Linked DNA regions of Ovis aries: all the other regions are linked to region 2. A link is a contact called in public Hi-C data. All regions are on one chromosome and are shown on one strand. Each heading gives the region's core, a stretch centred on a gene start, on an enhancer-like site or on the middle of the called end of the contact. The rest is flanking DNA. Distances are from core to core; before and after follow the strand shown.

Evidence for each region. A called contact is a pair of places that touch in the nucleus more often than the background predicts.
Region 1: a Hi-C map of hypothalamus shows a contact between it and region 2, with 4 times the contacts expected there. The contact joins two enhancer-like sites. A contact is called at or near these places in 2 of 16 Hi-C or Micro-C datasets (hypothalamus and liver).
Region 3: a contact with region 2 is called in a Hi-C map of liver, with 3 times the contacts expected there. The contact joins two enhancer-like sites. A contact is called at or near these places in 8 of 16 Hi-C or Micro-C datasets (hypothalamus, liver, mixed tissues and 4 more).

Annotation. Positions count from the first base shown.
Region 1 is chr1:231,567,504-231,572,014 of ARS-UI_Ramb_v3.0, reverse strand. All of the region lies in intron 2 of LOC105603748 (a long non-coding RNA gene), which reads right to left. Among named protein-coding and RNA genes, the nearest start is that of LEKR1, 49 kb to the right of the region's middle. Within about 2 kb of position 3,199, at least 4 of the 54 cell types and tissues checked have an H3K27ac peak or open chromatin away from gene starts, as enhancers often do. A contact at or near this core is called in hypothalamus and liver, where this site is marked.
Region 2 is chr1:231,243,174-231,247,273 of ARS-UI_Ramb_v3.0, reverse strand. No RefSeq gene overlaps it. Among named protein-coding and RNA genes, the nearest start is that of CCNL1, 77 kb to the right of the region's middle. Within about 2 kb of position 1,568, at least 48 of the 54 cell types and tissues checked have an H3K27ac peak or open chromatin away from gene starts, as enhancers often do. A contact at or near this core is called in hypothalamus and liver, where this site is marked.
Region 3 is chr1:231,676,410-231,681,043 of ARS-UI_Ramb_v3.0, reverse strand. All of the region lies in intron 2 of TIPARP (TCDD inducible poly(ADP-ribose) polymerase), which reads left to right. Among named protein-coding and RNA genes, the nearest start is that of TIPARP, 120 kb to the left of the region's middle. Within about 2 kb of position 1,308, at least 19 of the 54 cell types and tissues checked have an H3K27ac peak or open chromatin away from gene starts, as enhancers often do. A contact at or near this core is called in hypothalamus and liver, where this site is marked.

The DNA of each region.
Region 1 (4,511 bases), core at 1,950-4,449, 320 kb before region 2:
AGAATTGATGCTTTTGAACTGCGGTGTTGGAGAAGACTCTTGAGAGTCCCTTGGACTGCAAGGAGATCCAACCAGTCCGTTCTAAAGGAGATCAGTCCTGAGTGTTCTTTGAAAGGACTGATGCTAAAGCTGAAGCTCCAGTACTTTGGCCACCTCATGAGAAGAGCTGACTCATTGGAAAAGACTCTGATGCTGCGAGGGATTGGGGGCAGGAGAAGGAGACGACAGAGGCTGAGATGGCTGAATGGCATCACCGACTCGATGGACATGAGTTTGAGTGAACTCCGGGAGTTAGTGATGGACAGGGAGGCCTGGCGTACTGCGATTCATGGGGTCACAAAGAGTCGGACACGACTGAGAGACTAAATTGAACTGAACCGAGGAAACTATTTTAACTCTTGAATCAAATTATTTCATTGGTCTTCCAAACACATGAGGACCCCTTTCAATCATCCTCTAAGTGTGTTAGTTGCTCAATCGTGTTTGATTCTTTGCAACCCCATTGACTCTAGCCCACCAGGCTCCTCTGTCCATGGAATTCTCCAGACAAGAATACTAGAGTAGGTAACCATTCCCTTCTCCTGGGGATCTTCCCGACCCAGGGAACAAACTTGGTCTCTTGTATTGCAGGCAAATTCTTTACCATATGAGCCACCAGGGAAGCCTAATTATCCTCTAACCTACCATCAATGGCCTACCATCATTGACACCAACTGGGAAAAATGAAACTCCTCTTTTTTTCCCCACTAACTCATATTCTACCCTTCTTGTAAGAAAAAGAAAAAAAAACAACAACAACAATAACTCTCTTTATGAGAAAACAACCTGTTTGCACAAAAAATACTCTACTACATTGATTATAATAGTGAACCTGGAAGAAATCTTCATATCCAATAATAAGGTAGTGATTAAGTAAATTGTGGCACATAACCTACATAAAGTATTGTGCAAAGACCAAAAATTATCATGGAAACTACAGTAGTATGGAAATGCTTATTTAATAATTATACATTGAGTAGTTACTATATCCCAGGACTCTCCTAGACAGTGAAAATAAAGGAATACCACAAATAGCTTGCAGGGTAGTAAGGAAGTCGACATAAACAAAGCATTTTAGGAATAAAGTGAGACAGAAAGGAAGGCGGCAGGGCACGAACATTAAAAGAATGACACAACCATTAAGAACAACAGGATACAACAAAAACCAGTTAGAATATACAAGGCCCAAGATGGTGAAAGATTAGACTCCCAGCAGACCTTGAGCCTCATTATACACTCATTGTAATACATTAGCATATGCTAAATGTCATACCCACAGATGCCATGACAGCTCCAAGGTTGACCTTGCAAGGCCAAAAAGTGGGTGGTGCCCCAAACCCTGGGAATCCCCACCTCTTCTCCAAAGTAGTTAGAATGCTCCTCCCAGTCTTTACTTTAGCCTACGAAGTTATCCAGTCCATAGAAACTAACCACCCACTCACCTCAGGGTCCTCTCATCTTTTGAGATGGACTGCAATCTGTCTATGGAATATGTACCTCCCAGGGCCACTCTCGCCTCCTGAGATGGGCCACATTCTGTTCCTAGAGTGTGTATCTCTCTAAAAAAAACCAGCTTTCACTTTACTATGGCTTGCTTTTGAATTCTTTCCTGTGCAAAGCCAAGGATCCTCACTTGGCGGCCAGTGATAGGGATTCACTGGAGACCTGGAACATGACTATCCTCTCACACCCCATTTTTCTGACAACAAAAGGACAGTGAGGATGGAGGCCTGGAGGGATGTTCTGAGAGCTGAGAGCCATACAATGTGGCTGAAATAAAAGGGTGGGATGGAGATAAACCTGAAGAGGAAAGGGCCAGATTGAGGGATGCTTTGGGATTTATTCTATAGATAAAGAGATGTCATTGTAGTTTTAGCAGGATAAAATGCATCACTATTATAGTATTCATGCAATCATTTGATTGTTCATTTGTTAATTCAAGGACAAGTTACTGAGTGTATATTTACTGTGACAGGCACAGGTATCATAAAGATGAATAAGACAAAAATCTCTACTTCTGAGAGACTAACCCAGGAATGGGACATTCATATAAGAAAGTCATTATAACATATTTTGATAAGCAGTTCAAAGGAGTCATCTGAAAGGTAGTGGGGAAGCACAAAAACAAACACTCTGATGAGGAGGGAGTGCATGAATGGTCCAGGTAGTCCTATGTAGGGAAGGAAAATCTTTTCTTTCTTCCCATCCAAGATTTATTGGCTGAGACTCTGCAAACTAGGCTGACAAAAGAACAGCTTAACAAGAGAAAAACAAGCAAAAATCTATCAGTGCATGCATTGCACACATACATGGGGGCAGTCAGTGATGAATAACTCAAAGGGGTGTTTAGAACTTGTGCTTCATAGCATCTTGCCAAAAAAATAATAGATTTTTTTTTTTTTTTAGAAAAGTGACTAGACAAAGGGAAAAGACTTTGAGTTTCTAGGGCAGTAAATTGCGGAAGGTAAATATATGGAGGAATTAATGGAACATAAAGGCTAACCAGTAAGGTCTGTGAAGTAGATATCTCTGGGGTAATTACTTCTTCCTGATAGAGAAGGGAATGGGGAACACCTTTACAAATTTATGTCTTTTAGGCAAATAGGGAGAGGGCACAGGGCTTTTCTTGTATCTATTTCTTCTCAGTTTCCTTCGGCTCTAAATAATACTTATGTCAAAATGGCATATTTTGAGGTGGCATATTCTGCTTTCACTTAAAGAACAAGAATCAGTCACGGAAACAAAAGCACATTAAGAATTCCAACAGAGAAAATTTAATATTAGAAATTAGTTAGTCAGGTCTTGGAGAACTGAAAATGCAAAAAGGGAACACTGAGGTTTCATACAGACAACAACTTCAGGAAGCAACTACCACCTCCTAGGTCTGAGCAAACCAAGGGAAGAGATCAGAGTTATTAGAATTTAGAAGCTGAATGAAATACTATGCACAGGTGGGATGCAGGCCTTGGAGGAGGAGATATGACTGGCTGGTGCTGGTGTTTCTGAGGAAGGTAGGATGAAGCTGGTTCTTCTAGGGATGGAAACAACTGCTGTTGTCAAAATAAAGGTCACTGCTGGGTGACTTTACAGAAACAGCAAGCAAATAGGAAGGAACTAGTCCCTTCAACTTCCTCATGCCTTCCTATCTCCCTGTCTTCCTTTAGTGCCCTCTATTGACAGAAACCAACAGGAATTCTGATGGCTAAAAAGGAAGCTGGTTTGCACAGCTCTAACCTGAGAAAGGTGGGTTTGGCACTGACAGAAAATAGCTTAATCTCCGGAGTGTATCTTATAAAATGAGGAGGCAGGCTTAAAAGGAAGGTATTTCAGGCAAAAGGAAACCACATGTGCAAAGGCATGATGCCATCAAAGTGCTCTGTGCTTTGGGAATAACAAGTATGAAATCAGTTGTAGCTTGAATGCAAAATGCATTGATAGAGTATCAGGCAGAGCAACTGGAATGATAGAAAGGGATCTTGTTCTGAAGGGCAGGGAATCCTATGCTAAGAAGCAAAGGAAAATATTATTTTTAATATCTCTTGAATTTTTCAGTAGTTTATGTTTTTCTCACCCTCATTGCCATTAAAAGTATACCTTGAATCTAGGCTTATTGTTCTAGGAAAGGAGGAGTATTTGATACAGCAGAGAACAAAGAGGTCACTGCCTAGGTTTTTTAATTTCAAAACAGTTTTTTAATTACCTAGGGAGATAAGGTCCATCTAGTCAAAGCTATGGTTTTTCCAGTAGTAATGTACAGATGTGAGAGTTGGACCATAAAGAAAGCTAAGCGCAGAAGAACTGATGCTTTTGAACTGGTGTTGGAGAAGATTCTTGAGAGTCCCTTGGATTACAAAGATATGAAACCAATCCTAAAGGAAAAAGTCCTGAAATATTCATTGGAAGGACTGATGCTGAAGCTGAAATTCCAATATTTTGGCCACCTGATGTGAAGAACTGACTTACTGGAAGACTATGATGCTGGGCAAGATTGAAGGCAGGAGGAGAAGGGGATGACAGAAAATGAGAAGGTTGGATGGCATCACCGACTCAATGGACATGAGTTTGAGCAAGCTCCGGGAGTTGGTGATGGACAGGGAAGCATGCTGTGCTGTAGCCCATGGGGTTGCAAAGAGTCGGACATGATTGAATTACTGAACTGACTGACTAACTGAGGGAGATAAAATAGCCCGAGGGTAAGATCTTTTGATCTGCAAAAATTTGGCTTTTTGAAATAGAAGATATTGACTCTTTGTGACTCCATGGACTGTAGCCCACCAGGCTCCTCTGTCGGCAGAATTCTCCAGGCAAGTATGCTGAAGTCGGTTGCCATTTTCTTCTCCAAGGGATCTTCCTGACCCAGAGACTGAACCCAGGTCTTCTGCATTGCAGGCAGATTCTTTACCATTTGAGCCACTGGGGAAGCACACAAAAGGCTATGAAGAGCCAATAAACCATAGTTTATTCTAAGAAGC
Region 2 (4,100 bases), core at 319-2,818:
GTGGATGAATGTCTAAAAGCCCAGCTGTCCTGGAACCTAGGAGGCTGTTGTCCTGCAGGGTTGGATGCTTCCCCACAACTTTGACTTCCAACTTCCCTTTGCAGAAGGCAAAGATTACTTTCTTTTCATTGTTGCAGACATGAGTCACAGCTGAAGCACGATCAGTCTCCCCCCCATGAACCCCACATATCTCCACCCTTTATCCTTATCATGATCTGGTGATTCTTAGAAGTGACCAATGAAATAAAGAGCTCCAGATAGAAACTGTCCTCCTCAGGGAAGGTATTTTTTCTTTTTGTCTCCATAATTCTCAAACAAAAACTTCTGAAAGGTCCACTAAGCAAACCCTTAAGATGGTGACCCTTTACAATCTCATTTTAATGTTAGGGGTTATTTCATGCCTTGTTTAAATTTTGACATTATATTCAAGTCTCTTTTTCCAGATTTCTTAGGGCTTGGGGAGAAAATGAAGCTCAGTGGAATCAAACTGAGTGCTCTGACATGAACTGGTGTCGGCAGTGGCTCCCCGCGCAGCTTGCGGCTGTCTCCCACAGCATGTCTCCTGGGAGTGGTGAGTTCACCACAGTATTTATTCTGACAGAAGCAGCACAGACAGTCTCTGCCTGCCTCAGGTCAGCCCAACATTCAAAGCAACCACCCTGTGTGGACATCGTTCCGCCTTCCCAGAACTTACCTCGGCCTTAAAAAATCCCTTTCTAAAGAAGCAGGCCTTTCAGGACAGTCATACACCAAGCAGTGACAACCTGAATGGGCTCCTGGGAGAAGGGCTGCTCTTCCTTGTCTCCTCCAGACCACTGACCCCAGCCTCCTAGAGGCCACCCCATGACCCCTGAGTGGGGAGAGGGGAACTCAGATCCATAACCCCGGACTTAGACATTCAAAAGATGGCCAACAAGGAGAGAGAGAGGGCTGAGGGGACCAACAGGGGCAAATTCAGAACATTGAGACTCATTTATTTTCACCATTTAGGAAATTTTTTGATTAGCATCCTTTTTCCTTTTCTGATTTCAAAGTAATAAATAATGCTTAACCTCTTGGGAAGTTAATTCCGGGGAGTTAGAATCTGCAGTGGGAAGGAGTAAGATCGCAGGGTGAGCAGGGAAGAGGCTGCTCCCTGTTCTCTCCCCAAGTCCTCTCCCCTGTGGCTCCCACCTCCCCAACACACAGACATACACACACACCCCCTCTCCCTCTCCATGGTTCATCCAGTATAAAAATAGCTGTCCAGGGTCTGTTATTCATCCCCAAGCAGCAGTCAAGAGTGGGCCTCCCTGCAGTGCCTGCTGCCCTTTGGGAGCTTAGACTATCAGGTGATGCCTCACGCCTCCCATTCCCCACGCCTAGTTAGATAAATGTCCTCGCTGACCTCAGACGGTTTTATTTTAATCAGCAGTATGGTTTTTTGAGAGGAAAATCCTCCCCGGCTTTCCGAGTCGGCAGGGCCGTCCCCTCCTCCACGCCCGGACCGCAGTGCCAGGGAGCGTTTCCATCTGTGCTGGGAAAGAACGGCCTCTCTGTGCTGCCTGGCACGTTCAGCGCGCGGGCGCGGAGGCGGGAACACGCTCTCCCGCAGGGGAACAGCTTTCCAGGGGTCTTGGGGAGGCTATGGCCTTTCCTAACGAGGGCAGGCGCCTCGGGCCCCAGCTCATTCCTGGCAGGATCACCCGATCCCTACCTGGGGCACTGATTCCCCCGGGGAGGGGAGTCACCTGCCCCCGGGTGCCGGCGGTCCGACCGCCAAGACTAACGCATGCGCGGAGAGGGGCCGATTCCCTCGCGGGGCTCGGCGCCAGGGCGCATGCGTCAGCGGTGGTGGGGCGGGCCCCCGGAGGGGCCCCTTCAGAGAACCCAGACCCTGTCGGTCTAGATTCCCGGCAACGTGTTCGTGACAAGGCACTGTTGGAAAAGAGTCACAGAGGGCTAAAGGTCCTTTGAAGGGCGTTTGCTTCGTGCCTCCATTTTACAGATAAGAAAACTGAGCTCCAGGGAAGTGTTGGAAACCGCCTGACGCTGCACTTGTGAATTCTGCGATCTGGGACCAGATCCAGCTTTTATTGTCAAGGATTAGGCACTGGTTCACTGAGCATTTATCTAGCGCCTCGACTTACCATTGTCCTAAATGTATGTATGGCATGAAAGATAACCACAAATACATCAGAAGCAGCGAAGCCGTGGCCATCGCAGACTTGGGCATAGAGTGACACAGTCCTGGGTTTGATTTGCTACTTTGCTAACTGAATGGGCTGGTGAAGCAGTTAACCTCTCTAAGCCCTAGTTTTCTCGTCTGCAAAACAGAGATTTCAAAAAAAAAAAAAAGAACCTACATGCTAAGGTCGCACACAGGACTTAAATGAGATAAGGTGCACACTGCTTAGCGTGTAGCCTGCACTTGTAAGTCACTCAAACAAATATTCACGCAATGTTTTGAGAAGTCAAAAGTGCTAGGCTCACAGGCGTTCCTGAAACAATCACGGTTCTCATTTCCAGACAGAAGTAGGCTGCACCAGAGGAAAGGTACTTTCCCAAGCACAGCACTTGGGGAGACTCACACAGGGTTACGTGACCTGGCAAGACAGGGAAAGGAGGAAATGGCCTCTGGTTATCTTTCCTCCTGCTGCCCTGTCCTTCCCCCTCCCTCTTCCCTTCCTCCCCACCCAACTCTCACTGTGACTCATGGTGGCTGCAGAGATACATTGGGACCTCTTTTCAGGGTGAAATATGTTCTGTGAGATGGTGCAGTTTGTGTTTTTCTTAGGCGGACGGGGCACAAGAAGCAGCAATGGAGTAAAGTGGATAAGATGCCCACTGGAGAAGAAGGGTCGACATAGAGGTGGTCCCTGAAGCTGGGGTGGAGCTGAGATGACTCAGAGCAGGCAGGCTGAGAAGATCATAGCGGGGATGAGACCCTGACACACACCAGCTTCCAAAGACCAAATAGGGATCTTGAGGAGGCAGCAGAGAAGTGGGAAGAAATCTAGAAGAAACAAAAAGCAGCATCAAGCCGTGCAAATGAGACTGTTCGGGGTGAGGAGGTAGTAGGGAGTCGGAAATGACACAGAGAGGTCCAGCGCACCCGCCCTGGAATGTGCCTGCTGAGCTCAACAATGAGGAAGTTATTACTGACTCGTGTGACTCCAGTTTCAGTGGGAACGTGAGAGCAGAAACCGAGTCCCAGGGGCTTAGAAGTCGATGTAGGCAGGCCAGAGGAGCAGCAGGGGGAGTGGGTACAGCCCACTGTTGCAGGAGAGCTGACTTGCAGGGAAGGGGAAGTTACAGCTGGACATGAGTTTTTGTCATTGCCTTACTATTGTGGGAAGCTGAGACGAGCTTAAAGGGTAAAGAGAAGCAGGAAGGGTTAACAGGCAGGACAAGGATGGACTCTCAGTAGAGCCTCCATAGGGGTGAATGAGAGGAGAGGGGATTCTGATCCCAGATAAACCAAAGGAAGGATTCCTCTCCTGTGGTTCTTTTCTTTCTACCATGTGAGAGGAAGCAATGCATTGGGAAGGTTTAGAAACTGACTCAGGAGTTCTGCAAAGCAAGGTTCGTCTGTGTCAGGATCTAGCCATGGCAGCCATCTGACCATCAGACGCTCTGGAGCTGTGCCGAATGCCACACAAATCCTGTGAGATGGGTGCTGTTATTCCCATGCCAGTCAGGTAGGTCTCCAGGTAGCAGGTGACTGAAACCCAGCTCGAACCAGCTAAACCCAAAATGGAACCTATTGGTTTGCTAAACTGCATCTACTGGCTTTAGGCATGGTTAGGTTTGGGGGCTTGAAAGATGTCAGAAGAAATAGGGATTATTTTGAAATTATCAGTGTGTTTTCTCTTTTGCCTTTGAGAGCATATGAATTTAGTCTACTCAAGGCATTTATCTGCTGGTGGGGGAGGGGATGGGGAGTCTTTCCAGGAGGTATGCAAAGAAAAAGAAAACACTCAGCTTCTGACATTCAAAAACAAGAGTTTGTAGCAAGACTATGGCCATGCAATTCAAGCTCTTACCTTGAGAAAAATAACCTCTACATCCTATAACCTTCCTCTTTAGCAGATGAAGGACTGGACTTGGTAGACTAAACT
Region 3 (4,634 bases), core at 59-2,558, 430 kb before region 2:
GGCATCACAGTAACCTGGCCTTTGTTTAACTTCTCTTGCTCCCATTTAGTATTAGGTAAGTGGTTTTCTTTTAATATTTCAGTACACAGACCCGTCTGTTTTTTTAGCAATTTAATTACACGAGAGTGGAATTTTGCATCTTGTGTTTCAAAAGCTACCTGTGGAGCAAGATGAGAAGCAATATAAAGCCCAAGTTTAGAGGCATTGTTATATAGAAGACCTCTTGGGATAAAAGTAAAGCTTATATCAAGAATACAGTTTTCCTGATCATAAATGTATTCTCTTGATAATATAATGCACTCAAGATCCCGTCCTGCTTGGGTAGCAGAATTCTTAGATCCTGTAACTACTTTTGACTTATTTTTTTAAGCCAGGATTGAAAGAGAGAAAAATGTTTTCCATTTTGCCTTAAAATTCTTTTTAATAAGGTATTGTCCAAAGTCTCTGTTGCCTATGAGCTAGCAGTTCTAATTGGTATGTCAAGGGTAATTAATTTTATATACTCTCAAAGCCACTCTAATCCTTCCATCTCCATTGCAAAACTCTACATAACAGTGGCCTCCCACTTCACTCTTATGAAGCAGATTTCCAGTCTGCTGAGTACTTGAGCATCTTGGTACATTAAGTTTCTGTCTGTTTGAATTGGTTGGGAAGAAACTAGCAGGATTATTGTCCAACACATTATGTTCTCTTACCATGAGCAAGACAAGACAGGTATTTTGATCCCAGAAAATCCAGGAATTCTTAGGACAGCAGTGTATTGAGTATTTTATCCTTTGGTAGACTTTCTTTACTGAAAAATAGACATAGAGGAAAGCCCATATGCATTCATTGTTGGATCAGTTATAAAGTGGTTACAGTGAGTGCTTGATTTCCAACCCAGTTTAAAGGAAGTAAGTGTTTATTTGACACTTAAGAGGAAAAGTTTGAGAGAATTATCATTATAGTTACTATTGCTGGCACTGTATTGTTAACTGGTGGTTAAGTGGTCCTGCCCTGACAAAAATAGCCAAAAATATTGTTAATTATTAGTAAAGTGAAGTTCGCTGTGGACTACAGTAAGAAATGTTGTAAGATTGTAGATAGCTTAGTGTCAAAAATGGGTTTTTGGGAAGTTGACCTGTGGTCACTGCAACCTGGTTTTCCTTGTATTCCAAAGCGATGTTGTGTTTCCTGGCAACAAGATGCAGATAACGGCATGTTGAGCCTTGCTGAGAGATTCACAAACAAGCTGGAGCAGCCCAGGTTCACATGGTTACCACATTATTTGGCTAAAGCTATTAATCTCTGTGGTCAGGCCTGTAAAGCTGGTCTATCTGTGCAGATTGCACATAACCAGGAAGTGTGTGTTCAGCTGTGTATATGCCCAAGTCGAACCTGGCAGTCTTTGGATTCAGGAATAATGAATGGCAGTTGTTTATCCCACTTGTTTTCAGCAGTTTATATGACTTGGTAAATCATTCTTACATACTATACCCATAATAGTTCATTGTGTGGAACTTGGGGAAAGTTCATAGTTCTGCGTCTCTAGCAAAGATAAGAGTTCATAGTTTCAAACTGTGTAGATGAAATTCTTTGGTTTTTGCAAATGGATTTAACATCTGACTTAACTCAAATGAGATGTGCAGTGTTCATCTTATTCTTAAGAGTGAATGGAAGGAAAGTTGAGCTAGATAAGTTCACAGGTACCTTCCAACTATTAGTTAGGATGCTTAGCTACTAAAAACACATATGAAAATGGGATTTCAATAATAAAAGTGCTTATTTGGTACATTATAATGAAATTATTTTAACTGTTCTTTTCCAATTTTGCCTTCGCTCCAAATTATATTATTCCACTTTGCTTTCTCACTGCTTTTGTACATCTGCAACATGAACTGAAAACTAGTTGTATGTATGAACTCCCCATATTTAGTTGCCTAGGCTTCTTTTGCACACAGGATGAGCTTTGGAGAATTTCCAAATCCAAATACACAGTTAAGAAAACAACATCGAAAACATGTTGTGTTTTCCATTAAGAAAACAGTCTTTGACCAGTTTAGGCATTCATCCTTAGTAGAAAATGATAACTAAATGGCAGGACTAAGCGGTTTTAAAAGGGTCTTACGAACTGTGCAGAATACCGTTGTGGAGGATGTGCAAATCTCCCTTTAGCAACTGAGATCGCCATTAGTTTTCACATTACATTCATTTTAAAGTGTGCCAGAATAGTCTCCTAGTTATTATCACCCATAAAGAAGAGGCACTGTGCTGACCTTATTTTGGAGGTAACCTATAGTTGAAAATATGACCAGTGATTATTTGTAACTCTGAATTTCCTGAAAAAGGGAAGGATGAAGAAGAAAGTTGCAAACACTGACTCCATGGTTAATTTTTGTCAGAAGATAGTGTTCTTTTCTCCTCTTTAGAATTAAAACATTGATAAAAGAAGTTTGGGGGCTTAAGCCTAGAGTGTTGTCATAGCTGTAGTTCATTAGTTTTGAGTGATTTTGATTGCCATTGCTCTTAGAAGTTTGTTTCTGTTTTTTAAAAAACTGTCCAAGGGACAGTACCATTAGAAGACGTCACAGGAACTGTGTAAAAGAAGAATTGCTTATTAGTGATAATGAAGAGCACATGCTGTTCTTTTCTATATGACTTGCAGAGTGGATTATCTAAAGTAGACCAAGCTCCTGACTGAACTCTACTGGAATAGTTAAATTAGCCAAGTTAGCTCTGGCCTGCACAGCTGTGATGATGTATGAACTAACTCATTATGTGTTATTGATAACACAGAGAGAGGAGAACAGCTGAAACTTACTATGCCTTGTGACTTTTTGGTATTTCTTGAATATACACAGCTGGATGAGTTTGAATTTATTTAAAAAATTCCTGCCGAAGAGAAAGAGAGAGCTCCATAAGCAAGAACTGTGTTTGAAGTGACTTTCAAAATGTGTGCCTTGTGCTTCAGGAGAAAGCAATCCAGTGAATTATTTTCTGTACCTCTTTATGATGCTATTTACATATGAAATAAAGCTAATTGGCTTCTGTCTATACTAATCCAGGGAAGTTACTGGGTCTGTGTAGCGCCTTCATGAGAATCAATAGCAATCATTCATTTATTCCCTTTCTGGTTTTGTCAGTAAGCAGATTAGACTTTTTGAAGCAGCTGTCACCTGGCTTCAGGTTGGGGTCAGTCTGTTCCTGATATATTCATGGTCATGAAAATGAATCTTGTAGAGAGCAAAGATGTTTAACTTTTAAATCAGACAGTTGGAGGAAATAACTTACAAGGTTATCTGATAGTTCCTAAAAATAATTGCATGATACATTATACATTTTCTTGTTGACTCTAAAGCTTTTACTTTTTATTATGAATAGAAAAAATAATAATTCCATTCAACATTTAAAACTTCATTCTGCATATATGAACGTGCAGAAAATGCAACTTTTGATTACTCTGTTCCTGTAAAACTATTCCCTATTGTTAGACTAGAATTTCTAGATTCTAGCTTTGCATTCTACTATAAAGCAAAGGTAAAATCATAAATTTCTTCTGGGTGCATCTTTGATCTTAGTGACTCTTAGTTTCATATTGGGTTTGGGGACTATTTCTAAAGGGTGTGAAGCAGTAGGTAACCCTTACTTGCCTACTTAGGGAATTTGAATAAAATGCAGCCATTTAAGATTGTGACTGTCTGCCTGTGGCCTCTTGTATCTTATCCCCTGATTTGAGACCACCAGATTCTGCATACTTTGTCAAAAAAATAATTTTTTTTCACATTTAAAATTAGGACCTGAGATCCTCTTAACCTAGGTCAGTACCCTTTGATCATTACCAGTATCCTGTTAGTTGCAGTTGGCTTCTTGTGAAAGGAAAGCTTATTTTTGAGTTACAAGATGATTCTTGGTTATTCTGGAAAAATTTTTTGTAAGGCTGGTTCAGATTGGACATTGGTAAGTTTTACAAGAAACTCTCTTTGTAAAAGCAGTAGAGTTTCTCTTTTAAATAAATCTGAGAATATTAAGCTAAAAGGAAGTGAATATGAATGATGTTTTAATCTTTGGAAGATAGCAGAGTGCTGAGGGTTGAGCCATTTTGTGTTTTCACTCTGGGCTTGAAATCCGTAGGTAACAGCTTAAGATCCTGAGGTGAACTGCACTTTGCAACACCATCAGCAGAAACCGTACAGAAGAATAAAATATTTCTAATTAAAGTTCACCATTTCTAGGAGCAAACAAGTCATGTTTTTAGACATGAAGGGACTCCCTTAGCAGAACAAAATGTTACTTTTATATTTATAGATTATTTATGGCAGTGCTTTCTAGGGACCAGGGATCATACTGCACAGACTCGCCTCTATTTAAAATCCCTGTAAGTGTTAAACATAATCCAGCCCAATCCCCAACACATTAGCTGAAAGCCTCAAATTTCTAATGTAGATTAATTCCTTGTTAATAGGAGGATTTGAAATTATAAGGGATAGTTTCTGAGATACATTTTGAGATCTTCAAAAGTGAAGGATTTTATGTAAAAATAAATTCCACTTACTGAGCTTGGTAGTTTGATTTATATTTGATTTGTGCAAAAAATAGTAGTGTTGTGCTAAATAAATGTGACTAATTCTGTGAGCAGGAGCTCATTTTAGAAAGTT